Regions from separate parts of the Sus scrofa genome. Here all the other regions are linked to region 1. The links are chromatin contacts, called in public HiChIP or PLAC-seq and promoter capture Hi-C maps. All regions are on one chromosome and are shown on one strand. The core of a region is the stretch at or near the end of the contact, and the rest is flanking DNA. Distances in the headings are between cores, read along the strand shown.

Evidence for each region. Promoter capture Hi-C pulls out the DNA fragments that hold promoters and counts their contacts. HiChIP or PLAC-seq counts read pairs in DNA pulled down with a chosen protein or histone mark.
Region 2: an H3K27ac HiChIP or PLAC-seq map of skeletal muscle shows a contact between it and region 1. The contact joins the promoter of PRKAG3 here to the promoter of ZNF142 in region 1. A contact is called at or near these places in 3 of 47 Hi-C or Micro-C datasets (heart right ventricle and skeletal muscle) and 1 of 2 datasets of contacts at active chromatin or transcription factors (skeletal muscle).
Region 3: a contact with region 1 is called in a promoter capture Hi-C map of skeletal muscle, with 5 times the contacts expected there. The contact joins the promoter of WNT6 here to the promoter of ZNF142 in region 1. A contact is called at or near these places in 5 of 5 promoter capture datasets (fetal liver, fetal skeletal muscle, liver and 1 more), 4 of 47 Hi-C or Micro-C datasets (embryonic fibroblasts, fetal skeletal muscle, liver and 1 more) and 2 of 2 datasets of contacts at active chromatin or transcription factors (alveolar macrophages and skeletal muscle).

What each region holds. Positions count from the first base shown.
Region 1 is chr15:120,706,354-120,709,129 of Sscrofa11.1, forward strand. ZNF142 (zinc finger protein 142) reads right to left here and starts at 1,390. Exons shown (of 10, transcript XM_021076481.1): 1 at 1,150-1,390; 2 at 733-884. It overlaps BCS1L (BCS1-like (S. cerevisiae)), which reads left to right and starts at 1,472. Exons shown (of 9, transcript NM_001243676.1): 1 at 1,472-1,519; 2 at 2,476-2,516; 3 at 2,726-2,776. The coding sequence starts at 2,775.
Region 2 is chr15:120,865,007-120,867,806 of Sscrofa11.1, forward strand. PRKAG3 (protein kinase, AMP-activated, gamma 3 non-catalytic subunit) reads right to left here and starts at 1,302. Exons shown (of 13, transcript NM_214077.1): 1 at 1,195-1,302; 2 at 854-893; 3 at 221-376. The coding sequence starts at 1,302.
Region 3 is chr15:120,900,061-120,902,760 of Sscrofa11.1, forward strand. It overlaps WNT6 (protein Wnt-6), which reads left to right and starts at 1,411. Exons shown (of 4, transcript XM_021075516.1): 1 at 1,411-1,591. The coding sequence starts at 1,515.

The sequences.
Region 1 (2,776 bases), core at 140-2,639:
GCAATCCAGACAAATAAGGGGATTCTAAGTGATGGATGAACTGTAAACACAGGGATGCATCAAAGTAAAGCTAGGTATCTACCAAGTACCAAGCCAGTGATTCCTTACGTATAAAGTAGCACACCTGCAGAAATTTCTAGCTCATTGACTACGGCCTCATGTTGAACACTGGGACCCATCTGAGAAATGAATGTCAACTAAATTGCATGTCCTCTTACACATGGGTAAAATCAGTTGAAGCGGAGTAATGAGTAATCAGTAAGACTGACAATAAGAACAATAAGATGGTAATCACTTTATGAAACTGAGTCATGGAGGTCGAGCAAGGGCCTAGGGCTAGGAAACCAGGTTACAGGTGAGAATTCTGCAACTCAAAGCCCGATCACCCAAATTCAGAAGCTGGTGGGGCAGTGCACTTCTGCCCTCAAGGGATTCTCTGGAAACCACAACCTCCACTTACTGAATATCAGGAATCTTCCAGCATGGGTGGTGTATTTGCCTTAGAGGGGGAGCCAAGGAGGAGGTAGTCTCGACTGAGACCCTTCTGCCGCTGGAAGGCGGAGTGAAGTGGGACACCGACGGGCACAAGAGAAGAAATGACCTTCTTTGGGGCAGAGGCGCTGAGTTAAAGAAATGACAAATCAGAGCAGAGAGAAGGCCCGAGGAAAGGATGAGACCCGGCCTGGGGACCAAGGAACCCGGGTTTCCACTTGCCTGTGGGCTCTGACTCACCGCGTGGTCTTTGGGAGATGCAATCACTTCGCTTCTCTGGGCCTCAGCTTTCCTATCTGTAAAGTGGAGGCGATGACAGCGTCCACATCATTGGGCGGGAGCGGGAGTCACAAGAGCTGGCAAACGGGAAAGCCGTTTTGTAACCTGCAAGGCTTAGGATGGAGCATCATCAAGATTATGGTCCTGAGGAGAGGCAGCGAGTAACCAGGCGGGGTCCACAGCAGTGACGCGACGGAGGCACTGGGGCGGCTGATGGGATGCCCCGGGGTCCCGCTCGTCGGCGCGCTCCCTTCAGCACTTCTCCGGAGCGTTCCCACTGCCCAGGCCCACCTTCATCCTGGGGCTCGAGAAACTTTTGCCTCTGGCCCGCTCCGCCTGCTCTCCCGATTAGTTCCCGCCCCGCCCTCGCTCGCTTACCTCCCGGCCCCGGGCGGGCGGGAGCCGCATCTCTATGGTTGACCGGCAGCTGGCCTCCCGGGACTCCTTTTGTGCGACCGCCTCCGGCCCAGCCGCCTCTAGGACCTGGGGCACTGGAGGCCGCTCTCTCTTCTCCTGTGCGGCTGGCGGAGTACTCTATGATTCTCTCTATCCTTCCCCCCTTCAGCTCTCCAACGCTCGGCCGCGAAGCCCCAGGAGTACCATCGAGAGTTGTGGGCAGAGTGGCCTGGCCCTCTTGGTGGGTGTGGCGGGAAGTAGGGGAAATAACTCAGGGGGCGGGGCCTGGAGGCGCTTCCCCCAAGAGCGCGGAGGTGAAACCATCGAGAGGGAGGGCCAGAGAGTCATGGCGGTAAGGGGGCGGAGTGACCTATTACTCCAAACCACGCTGCTGGCGGCGCGAGCTGGGGTGTAGTGGGGTTCCGGAGGGGACTTCTGGGCGTCCACAAGGACCGGGGGCAGGACGGCTTTGTGGCCTTCCGTGCATAGGAATTGGGGGAATTCTGGATCCTATTCTGAGCCTCACCCGAGGTCACTGCTGTCTATTCACCGCCCTGCGTGTCAGGCGCAGAGCCAAGTGGCAGGGGTCGAGGGAGGTGTGCTAGAAACGATTTGACCTCCTACCCTTCGGGATCTGACAGTCTAGAATCAGACCTGGGTACATTTTATTGGGGAGAATTCAGGAAAATCTCCATGGAGGAAGTAGCAGATGGGTAGGACTTCACCTGGAGATGAGGGAAGGAAGAAATTAGAATGAACCTTTTTGAGTCAGGAGAACTGCTTGGGCAAGGAGGAATGGCATTGTTTGCATATTTGTTAAACGGAGTATTAGGAGCTAAGCCGTAAAGGTGGATGGTGCCCTGTTGTGGAGGCAGAGGAGTTTTTACCTAATTCAGGGCCCTGTTGAGAGCCAGCTATCGGAGGAGTAGGGAAAGTAATGGGATTGAAGCAGATCCTTCTGAAGAAAGATCTGGGCCCTTGTATTGCAGCTTGGTGAAGCAGAACGTGGAGACCTTTAAGATGCCATTTCAAGAACTAAAGTTAATTTTAAAGAGACAGTTTAGGTGGGAGGTAATGAGGGGCCAAACAGGACATTAGGAGTTGAGCATGTAAAAGAGAGGGCATTTGAAGGACATGACTCATGATAACAAGGCAGGTGGTTACTGACAGGTTGACCGAAGAGAGTAGCTTCTTTGTCCCCCACTAACTCTGGCTAGCGGGACCCTTTCTATATTAGCTGGTCACAGGGACCACAAATTTCTGTCCATCCATTACCCTGATGTGAAGCCAGTTATATTGTTCTCTCAGGTTTAAGGAATCTCCAGACCGAGACATCTGGTGGGAAACAGGTACGAACAGGATAATGAGCGGCAAAATGGGATGCATGGCCTGGAATCCCATCCCGCAAAGGGAGCATATCGAAGCACAGAGTAATGCTGACCTGTCCTTCCTGCTCCCAGCTTCTGCAGGGGGTGAGGTGGGTTGGGGAGGAATTTCAGAGTCCAGTTGCTAAACTAATCTTGTGCTTCATCCCATCTCTGCTGTTCCCCACCCCCAGGTCTTGAAAATGCCTCAGGGCTTGTAAGGTTCAGTGTTTTCCTTTCAAGAT
Region 2 (2,800 bases), core at 52-2,551, 160 kb after region 1:
CAGAGAGTCACAGAGAAGACAGTGGCTCTGTCCTGAGTTGGCCACCTTGGATCCCTGGACCCCTGGATCAGCAATGCAGTTGTCCTCCCCCTTGTGGGGAGACTGGCTGCATGATGTTATGTGCCTGTGTTATGGAGGGACCAGACCAGAGACGGGCCCCAGGTTTGAGGACTGCCCACTGCCCCCAGTCCCAGCTCCCCAGAACTGGCCTTGAACTCACCTTCCCTCGGGCCCGGAGGCCCCCCTTCCTCTACATCCTCCTGCCTTGTCCATCTAGAGGCCTTGTTCCCCTGGTCCCCATGGCTTCTTTCTGAGCTGGTGGTTACAGCTCGGGATGGCCATGAACGGCTCTCTCCTTGCTCTAGGAAGCTCATCTCTGCAAGGGAGAATGGGACCTGTTTGGTTAATGGGGAGTAACACAATAAATTCCATTAAAATGTTACTAATAATAATATTTAATATTGGGAAGCTTCAAAGGGCTTGTCCTCCAACAAATTTCTCATTCAACCCTCACGGCAATCTTATCCGAAGGGCATGGCTATCAGCCCTGTTTTACTAACGAGAGACCTGAGCTCAGAGAGGTGAAGCAATTTGCCACAAATCACACAGCTAGTAAGCGAGAAAGTCAAGAGAGTCCCAATCTCCAGACTCTATAGATGCCCCCTCTACTCTTTTGAAAGAGGGAGGAGGTGAGGGAGAGGGAGGAAGAAGAAACAAAGCGGAACAAAGAAGGCAAAGGAGAGGAAGACAAGAGCCAGGCGAGTGGAGTGGGGGAGATTGGGGTCCTGAAGACGTGGAAGAAAAGGAGGTGGGAGAAGAGCCTGGGCCCGCGAGCAGGGGCAGCCCCACCTACCTTGATGCTCAGGTCCCCCGAGGCTGCTCCAGGAGGGAGTCTGTGTGGAGAAGAGTGACTTTTGGGGTGGGGAAGACGCCCCACGTTCTGGACCACACGGAAATCCCTTCCCAGCACACAGGCACGGGTGCGCACAAACACCCCCCCACCCATGTATACACAAACACACAAACACCCAGCCCCAAACACTAACGCACACTACCTACCCAAACACACACACTCAGACACACACAGAACCGCACAGACTCACTTACACAAGGAGTATATACATGCGGACCCCCTCACACTCATATATATATACACAGAAAATCCTGGCTATGCAAGCACGCACGCGTACGCACATCCGCAGTGGTGGGCCCTCTGCCCTCTGGCCTCAGCTGCTCCAGCTCCCAGCCCCCCCGGGACCCCGGGACCCTGCGCAGTGCCTGCTCTAGCTCGGCAAGCTCCATGGAGGAGTGCGCAACACTGTATCTGGGCAGCACTATTCTGGGCCCGACCCCTGGCACCCTGCCCTCCTGGATCGGGTTCTCTCTGATTGGGTGGCAGGGAGCAGGGTGGAAGGGGTCCACCCGCTCAGCTGCTCCAGCCCAGCAGCCTGGGGGCCCCTGGGGAGGGGTGGGGCCCACCTGGAATCTTGATGCCTGGTCCCGGGCTGTCTCCTGGGTCTCCGAGGACAGGTGAGAAGGATCCTGCTGTGGGGGAAGCAGCTTGGAACTGGGGTGGGAGGAGGGGAGCTCTCAGAGCCCCCGCTGTGTTCCTACCGTGAGGGCCTCTCTCATTTGTCAGGCGCCAAAGGAGGGAAAATGCAAGCAAGTTGAGCTTAACTTTCTTCCTTGTACAAACTCCGGTCGTGGGTGGCACTGGGGTTAGAAAGGGCTAGTTGCAGCCAGCTGGGAGGCTGGGGAGGCGGAGTTCGTGGGTGGTCCCGGGAGGATGGCCAGTGTGTGTCCAGATGTCCCCCTCTGAGTCCCAGGAGACCGTCCTTCTCTCTGGTGGAGTGGGATGGTTGGGGCAGGCGGGGAGTTGTGAGATCGCCTTCCAGGTATGAAGTGGGCTTGAAGGCATGGGGCCTGTGCCAGTCCACAGTGTGAGAGACACCTGTTTCTACCTGCAGAGGTAGATCCAGGTGTGCAGGAGCCCCAGGCCCCCCACCCCACTGTGTGCGCTCTCCCTCTGTCTCCTGGTGCCAACGGAATCCCAGCAGGCTCCGTGGCGGCCCACCCCCCCTTCCTTGGCATTCCTGGGGCCTGAGTCACTGTCCAAATTGGTAACGCTGACCCAGCTGCTCCAGCTCCCCTCTCTGTCCCTCCCTCCCTCTCTTCTTTCCAGGCTCTTCCATCCCAGTCTCGCCATGGACTGGACAGACACTCAGTAACGGGTTACTGGGTTTCTCGATGAATGTAATGAACATATTCTCATCAGTTCTCAAGGCCCCTATATTGCCTAAGGGGCAGGTGGAGGAGACAAGAGGGAAGGGGCTTGCCGTCCGTGGGTGTCTTTGGTGGTACAGGGGGCAAATGCAGCTCTTCTTCTGCAGCATCCCTGTGGCCTCTGCCTGTCTGCTCCCTGGTGATGAACATGAAAAGCATCGCTAATGGGGAGTTCCCATTGAGGCTCAGCCCTTTAAGAATTTGACTAGCATCCATGAGGATGCAGGTTCGATCCCTGGCCTTGCCCAGTGGGTTAAGGATCCAGCGTTGCTGCAAGCTGCGGCATAGTTCACAGATGCAGCTTGGATCTGGTATTGCTGTGGCTATGGTGTAGGCCTGCAGCTGCAGCTCCGATTCGAGCCCTGGACTAAGAACTTCCAGGTGCTGCAGGTGCCACCGTAAAAAGGAAAAAAAAAAAAAAAAAGCACAGCCAATGGGACACCTCAAAAGGGAGAAAGATCACGCCTACCATCACCAGAGCTATGCTGTGCCTTGAATCCCAAAGGCCCCCCACCTT
Region 3 (2,700 bases), core at 161-2,660, 190 kb after region 1:
GGGTTTGAGGTCCTCCATCTGTCCTCCCCACCCCAGGACATGCTTAGACTTTGATGGCCACTCTGAACAGTGGTGGTAAGGAGACTGGCCTTGCTGTGGAATGTTCCACACCACCTGTCCCTCAGCACCCCTGGGGCACACAGGGTGGAGGGGGGAGCAGGGGCTGTAGCTCGCTGCCAGCCCCTTGGCATCCTGATGAATGGAGCTGTCCTTCCTCCCCACGAGGCCTTTGATCTCCCCCCCCCCCACCCCCGTGGGGAGGGGGCCAGGGGCATCAAAGACATTTTTGTGGCATTAGAGAATCAGATAAAGGCCACCTCACCTGCAGCTGGTCCTCCCACCCCTTCTGGCCCGGCCAAGTTGGGGGATCAACATGAGCCAAGGACCCTCTGACCTCACGAGGCCCAGAGGCATAGAGTTCTGACCACATAGTCTCTGGAAGTGTGCAGCTTCCACTTGGTTGCTCGCTTGCAGGTGGGGGCAAGCGCTGGATCGCAGGCCCTAAAGAGGTTCCTCTTGCTCTCTCATCTCCCCTCCGCACCCCCTCCTCTGAACACAGGCCTGATGAGGCGGGGGCTGGGGAGCAGCGTGCAGGCCTAGCGTTTCCCTCCTGGGCTGGAGGAAAGACTGCGTGTGCGGGTGCGGCGCGCGCCGAAGCGGGGTCCGGTGAGAGTTGACCCCTCCAGAGTCTGCCCGTCGGGCCGTCGGGTTTGACACCCCTACTCGGAGCACCCTGAGCCCCCGACCGACTTCCACTCCCGGCCCCCGCTCCAGCATCCCACTCCGCACCGCCCCCCAACCCAAACTCCCTCATTCCTGGGAAGTTTTCTCTCTTTACAGTCAACAAACCTGTCAAACGTCTCCCTTCCAGCCCGTCCCCCATTCCTCAGCTCCTCTTCCTTCCCCCGCTTACCCTTCTCCACCCTACTTCCCCGCCCCTCCTTGCCCCCGACTCCCGGCGGCGGCGGCGGCGGCGGCGGCGGCGGGGGGCTCCCAGGCCTCGGGAGGCGAGGTGAGGGGGCGAAGCAGGCGGTCCCGCAGCCACGAGCGCGCTCGGGCCCCGCCCCGGGACCTCGCTCCCGCCCTCCGCAGAGCTCCGCGCCCGCCGCCCCGGGGCGCACGGCTCCCTCCCGAGAGTCCCGCCGCCTGACTGTCGCAACTGCCACCCCCACGGCCCCCCTGCCCCCTGCCCCCCGCCCCCGCCCCGGCCCCACTCCCCTCCCACCCCCGCCCCCGGCTCTGATTTCTTCTCCCGAGCGAGCTCGGCAGGAGACACAGGCGCTGGCTGCCCCGTCCGCTCTCCGCCTCCGCCGCGCCCTCCTCGCCCGGGATGGGCCCCCCCGCCGCCGCCGCCGCCGCCGCCGCCGCCGCCGCCGCGGCCGCCGCGGCTGGAGCCATCACCGCCCGGCCGCCGCAGCCGACGCCGCGCTGGCCCTGAAGCCCGGCCCGGCGCGCACCGGTTGTCCCCGCAGCCTCGCCCCCTGCCCGCACCCACCAGCCCTAGAGCTGTCACGATGCTGCCGCCCGCGCACTCCAGCCTGGGGCTGCTGCTGCTGCTCCTATGTCCGGCGCACGTCGGCGGACTGTGGTGGTGAGTGCTGCGTCTGGCTACCCTCGCGCAACTCCTGAAGCTTGCGGGTGGGGACCTCGGGACCGATAGTGGAGCCCGGAATCGCGCTCCTACTGCCTCCGGGCTCTACCTGCTCGCAGAGCCCAGCCGCGGGGCAGCTGGAGATGTGAGGGGGAGGTGCGTGTCGCTCCTGCCAGCCTCCGCCAGGGGCACTTCAGAACTGCCACTGAGGAGTTCCCGTCGTGGCGCAGTGGTTAGCGAATCCGACTAGGAACCATGAGGTTGCGGGTTCGGTCCCTGGCCTTGCTCAGGGGGTTAATGATCCGGCGTTGCCGTGAGCCATGAGCCGTGGTGTAGGTTGCAGACGCGGCTCGGATCCTGCGTTGCTGTGGCCCTGGCTGGCATAGGCTGGCAGCTACAGCTCCTATTAGACCCCTAGCCTGGGAACCTCCATATGCCGGGGGAGAGGCCCAAGAAATAGAAAAAAGACAAAAAAAAAAAAAAAAAAAAGAACTGCCACTGAGAGGTGCCTACCTCTCCTCCCCACCCCAACCACCCCCCTTCAGATACACTTTCAACTGTATTACCCCCTCCCTTGTCCCACACCCCACCCCAGGCTATGCACTCAATTCAGGTCACCAAGGAATTGGCGGGTCGGTAGAAAAGAGACATCGGGGAGACAAGGGCAGGATCTGTAGTCTGAGATTCGAAGATTGGAGAGTGTGAGGAGGGCTTCGGATTTAGGGGAAGGGGTCTGGATCTGTGGGAAAGAGAGGAACAAGGTGGGAAGCCACGGGCAGGGAGGGTCTAACGGCTGCCTCTTCCCAGTCCAATTTTGCCCACAAATGCACCAGCTTCTTCAGAGTGAGTGGTAGGGGCAGGAAAGGGAACGTAAAGGGGAAACTGAGTCAGAATCTTGGCTTTCTCTACCTCTTCCCTGAGCAAAGAGAAGGAAAAGCAGGGGAGGGACCCAAGCGCCTGGCCTTTCCAGATGTGGGGGTCATGGATGAAAAATATGCAGCTCGGAAGGTGCTGGGAACCCTGGAGGGTCCTGGTGGAAGGGAGGGAGGCCTGGCCAGCCAAGGGATGGGGACGTCTTCCCAGACCTGGCTGCTCGTTTTGGCCCTAGT